Regions from separate parts of the Mus musculus genome. Here region 1 is linked to region 2. The links are chromatin contacts, called in public Hi-C maps. All regions are on one chromosome and are shown on one strand. The core of a region is the stretch at or near the end of the contact, and the rest is flanking DNA. Distances in the headings are between cores, read along the strand shown.

What was found. Hi-C and Micro-C count contacts between places; a contact is called where the count stands out from the background.
Region 1: a contact with region 2 is called in a Hi-C map of adipose-derived mesenchymal stem cells, with 2.2 times the contacts expected there. The contact joins two enhancer-like sites. A contact is called at or near these places in 5 of 484 Hi-C or Micro-C datasets (the AML12 cell line, adipose-derived mesenchymal stem cells, cortical neurons and 2 more), 1 of 115 datasets of contacts at active chromatin or transcription factors (embryonic stem cells) and 1 of 9 other capture datasets (embryonic stem cells).

What each region holds. Positions count from the first base shown.
Region 1 is chr8:64,521,519-64,524,218 of GRCm38.p6, forward strand. No RefSeq gene overlaps it. Among named protein-coding and RNA genes, the nearest start is that of Mir710, 8.4 kb to the left of the region's middle. Within about 2 kb of position 1,368, at least 51 of the 459 cell types and tissues checked have an H3K27ac peak or open chromatin away from gene starts, as enhancers often do. A contact at or near this core is called in adipose-derived mesenchymal stem cells, where this site is marked.
Region 2 is chr8:64,356,111-64,358,810 of GRCm38.p6, forward strand. No RefSeq gene overlaps it. Among named protein-coding and RNA genes, the nearest start is that of Gm35521, 64 kb to the right of the region's middle. Within about 2 kb of position 1,436, at least 9 of the 459 cell types and tissues checked have an H3K27ac peak or open chromatin away from gene starts, as enhancers often do. A contact at or near this core is called in adipose-derived mesenchymal stem cells, where this site is marked.

The DNA of each region.
Region 1 (2,700 bases), core at 118-2,617, 170 kb after region 2:
TGGAATTATTTATATGACTAACTTTAAAGCTGAAACAAAAAAATGAATGTTTTTAATCAATAGAAAATCATTTCACCATCACTGAAGTCTGTTTTCCCTAATTAAAACAGAGTTTTGCACATTTAAATACATTTGAATTATTTAAATCACTTAAAGCTAAGCATGATCAAATCAAATGAGCACACAGAACAGCATTTCTTTATATCATCTTCACTATCATCAGTAAAGAGTTATAGCTGAGGTTATTTAAGCATCTCAGTGTAGTCCTCACCAGGCTTGGAAGAAGAGTCTCGTGGTCCCCTAACAATACGTGGCTTACCCATTCCCATGAAGTCCACCTTACAGTTTTCTTATCCCCCAGAGTACATGTTACATTGCGGAGGCAACTTCATACATATTTACATGCCACTTCGTGTCACCTTTGTGCTCCCTCCGGACTCACTTCATCAGGTTTCCCTGACATCCAACCTCCAGCGCTTACGACGATGCTGACATACAGCACAATAACTGCTTACTGAAAATCAGATGCTGCTTATGTTTTATTATAGTTCATGATTAATGCAGAACTGAGACAAACACAGAACAAGAAAAAATGTGCTTCTGTTTTTCTTTTGAAAGCTCCCTATTTCTACCAGGTTGCAAAATGAAGGAAGGGATGGAGGTGGGGGATGACCAGTCACTTTAATGTCAATAGTCATTTTTTCAAAACACATTTTTTAACACAGAAAAAAAAACATTTTTGAATAATTTTCATCTTAACAGGAAATCCAAAGCAAAGTCAATAATTACATTTTGCCACTTTATTTCAGAGCTCAAGCAAGCACTCCACTATCTCCCTCCACAGCCGTAGCCAGCCTTAGCTCTGTTAAAGCCTGAGTGGAAAGGTAGTTTTATGTGAAATTGGTTTACTTTTAATCAACTTGGACAATAGCCATTGATTGCTTTTCCCGCACTCTTAAAATTTCATGATTACAAATACCTATAAATAATGTCACCTTGTCTTGGGACATGAATTTGAAAACACGAAACACATCAGCCTGACACTGATCAAAATCCCCACTGCTGTTAAGAGTCAGGCAGCCATGCTCAGCAGCTTGATAAAGGCCATGGCTGCACGGTATTGCGGCAATGCCCCTGCTTTATCAATGTCCAAAAGTCAGCATTGACTCATTTCATTTCTTGAACAGAACATTATGAACGCTTTCTACCAAAGCTCAATTAGTCATATTTTTAATCATTGCCTTGTTAAAACATGCATGGCAGACTGACTGTTCTAGGAAAAACAGTAGGTTAGTCAGCTGGCTAATAACGCTGAACTGGTAAATTGCTGTGTTTACTTCTCGCTGTATGGCCACTGCAGTCAGACATTTGTGGATCGGTAGACATGAGTCAGAGACTGAAAATGTCCAGGCACATTCATAGACAGCTCATCAAGGACTATAGTGAGCTGTTTTTAGCTTTTTCTAACTTGTAGTTTCTAAACAAGCTATAGGAATTGAGGGAGTCAGTTACAGGTTTCTTTCCCCAGACACAAACAAGACTACACTGTGCTAGTTGGAATTCAGGAAGGAGAAATCAGCCACTGGATGTAGAGCCCTTGAAACTTGTGCCTGGACTTGCAACCAGACCATTAAAGTTATTCAACTTCAGGTATCGGATATGACTCAGTAATTCCATGGCAGAGTGCTTTATAGTATGTCTGATAACGATGGGTTGCTTGATCCCCAGAAACATAAGTACATGCACATATACACAGAGACTCTACCTTGTTCTGCGTGTTCAGCATACCTGTTCAGATTATTTCTATTTTACATGTCTGAGTGCTTCCAGACCATGGTGCTGTTCTGATGCTTGTAGCAAGAGAGAAAAAGAGAGGGGGGGGGGGGAGAAAGAGATGTTTTCAGGAGTTTCCAACTGAAGTTTGAATATGAGAGTCTCTGCTAAGTGGCGCTTCAGGCCAAAGACTGTTCCCAGAGGATCCTGAGTTGAGTAGCAATGGCTACACTCTAGCCCTGCCATAGCTCAATTACCAGATCAGTGGTTCTCAACTTTTAATGTTGCAACCCTTTGATACAGGTCCTCATGTTGTGGTGAGCCGCCCCACTATAAAAATATCTGATATGCAGGATATCTGATATGTCACCCCTATGAAAGGGTCATTCAACCCCTACAGTGGTTGAAACCCACAGGTTGAGAACCACTGTATTACAGAAGTTGTAGTCATGTTCAATGAACCTGGCCTCCAGGAAACATTCTAGCCGACTATTCGGGGCAGCACATGGAAGCTGTCTGCAGAGCTACATCTGTGCAACACATTCTCTTGAAAGGAGATCTGAGCGGGTGACCTCCTTAGCCAACACAGACATCATTTGTATATTTGTGAAAATATTTTGGCATCAAGTTTCCCACAGGTAGTAGTCCCCAGTGGAGCAAATGCCTCAGATTTGAGATTTTTAAAATCACATTAAAAGAAAATAAAGGAATAGCTGTCGTTAAGGACACTTTCTGGAAAGAAAAGCATAGTAAATTCCATATGGACAATTTTAGGCACACGCCAGTGTCACAGTTTGCTTTTACACCGCTGCGATAGAACACTGACCCAAAGGCCTGTTTTATGAGACAGAGTCCATGTGTAACATGTCTCAGCTGGTCAAGAACCTGAAACTAGTTAGGCCAGGGACCTAGGAGAAAACCAAATAC
Region 2 (2,700 bases), core at 186-2,685:
ATGAGGATCAACAGCAGTTCAAGTTCATCCTCTTTATTATAGACAATTGAGGTCTATCTAAGGTACATGAGAGCCTTCTTCAAAACTAAGTTCAAAAAGACACTTCTAAAGAAGTACACTTCTCAAGATGATGTAAGCACGGGAGGATCACTCCTGAGAGGAGTAAAGACTTGATGAAATAGCAACTACCCTGTCTGTGCTGTGGGTGGTGAATGGATTTGGACTATAAATTTGAGAAACAGAAAGAATAAAGCCGGGCATGGTGGCGCATGCCTTTAATCCCAGCACTCGGTAGGCAGAGGCAGGCAGATTTCTGAGTTTGAGGCCAGCCTGGTCTACAAAGTGAGTTCCAGGACAGCCAGAGCTACATAGAGAAACCCTGTCTCGAAAAAAAAAAAAAAAAAAAAAAAAAAAAAACAAAAAGAAAGAAAGAAAGAAAGAAAGAAAGAAAGAAAGAAAGAAAGGAAGGAAGGAAGGAAGGAAGAAGGAAAGGAAGGAAGGAAGGAAGGAAGGAAGGAAGGAAGAATAATGATGTAAACCAGGGTGTGATGCCTTAAGTGTGTCAAAAAATAGTGTTCCATGCAGTTTGGTGGAAAATCAACTCTGTTCTCGAATGGTATTGAGACCTAAGACTGGAAAGGACAAGAAGAGCCACATGGGGAGCCTGTAGGTATGTGATGAGGAGTGTGTAGACACTCCTTGGGGGACACTCACCAACAGCCTCAACAAGAAAAAAGGCACAGTCAAAATAAAACAATGCGGGGCTGGAAAGATGGCTCAGTGGTTAAGAGCACTGACTGCTCTTCCAGAGGATCTGAGTTCAATTCCCAGAAACTACATGGGGGCTCACAACCATCTGTATGAGGTGAGATCCAATTCCCTCTTCTGGTGTGTCTACAGTGTACTCACATTCATAAAATGAATAAATAAATATTAAAAATATTTTTTAAATGCCTTAGAGGAATTGCTCAGGAAGAGGATTCCTGGGTAAATTTTTAGGGAACTCATTAAGGAGGAGTCCTTAGGAAGGGTCAGCCATCACTAACCCCTCTTTCACGCACTCATGCACGTCAGTTTCTGTGTCATGATTGCATTTTTTATAGAAGAGGAAGTTATGACTAATGCCTCTTTTAATGTTCTCCATCCTCTAGCACAAACCACACAGCAATCCTGATCAATACATGCCATCCAAAGAGTTACGCAAGAATGAAGGAGAGAAAAGAGACACTGCCAAGTCCAGTGAAACATGAGTCTTAGTCTTGTTAGAATTAGCTTTTAAAAGCCAGCCTTATTCTCCCACTCTAAGCACTTGTGTTTCTTCCAAGTTCACGATATCAAATGTGAACGTAAATAAAATAATTCTAAAGTGTGTGTGCTGTATGGTGGTGTGTGTGTGTGAGTGTGTATTAATATGTGTTGTATGTTTAAGTGTAATGTGTATGGATGTGTGTGTAGTATGTATGGATGTGTATGTGTTAATGTGTGTTGTGTGTTTATGTGTAGTGCGTGTTGTATGCTTGTATATTTGTGTGTGAGTATGTTAATGAGTAGTGTGTGCTTGTATGTAGTGGGTGTATGTGAGAGGGGACGGGTATGAGTTTCTGGGGAGGGGATATGGCATGTATGAATGTGATACGTGTGGATATATGTGTGTATGGTATGGGTATGTGTGTATTTGGGAGTTGGGGGTATGTGTGTGTGTGTATGTGTGGTGTATGTGTGGGTGTGTGAGTATGTGGTGTGTGTTTGTGTGTGTGTTATATGTCTGTTTGTATATATGTGAGGGGTGTTTGCATGTGTGTGGTATGTGTGGGTACAGTGTGGGGGTAGGGGTTGTTTCTGGGGGGATGTGGGATGTGGGGCTTTTAGGTGGGTATATGGGTTTATAATGAGGGTGTGCATGTATGAGGGGTTTTTGTGTGTGTGTGTGTGTGTGTGTGTGTGTGTAAGACATTCTCCATCTCATTTTGTTAGAAAGCATTTTGGGGGTTCTTTTTTTATTTTTTGTTTTTATTGACTCTATAACTTATGATTTAGTTAGGTTGGTTGGCCAATAAGCTTCTGAGACTAACCAAAATTTTAACCCAGTTATATAGCCTGAGCTACATAGTTAGGGGTGTGCAACACTGTGTCTGGCTTTTACATGAAAGCTGAGTCTGAATTCAGGCCATCCTAATGCTTATGCAAGAGGTGTTTTCCTGACTGAGCCAGTCCATGCACTTTAAATTTCTAAACATTGTTACACAACTAATAAATTATTTATTTGATGGATATTATTTAATGAGAGATTGTTTTGTAGGGGTTTCGAGATTAGTTACTTTTAAAAGTAGTGCTAAAAATTAAGTTCTTCTAATGTGAGTTTTCATAGTAAGCATCACAATAAATCATTAGTATAGAATTTTCAAGGTGTCGTGGTAGAATCCACATTAGATTTCTACTTAGCCTTCAAGACAGTTGTCACATTATCTGATAAGCTAAGATAAAATCATAATGTAACATAGTTTTAAATAGTCCATTTTCTTATTCTGGTGGATTCTTTGTGAGTTTGGAAGACAGTAGGTATCACACACACACTGCTCTCCCACTGCAATAAAGAAAGAACAACAACACAAAAAATTACAGCTGTTTAGTGGTTGAAAAGGGGGAGTCTCACCAACCAAAGAGTACATAAGGAAGGACTCAAGGCTTCAGTCACATATG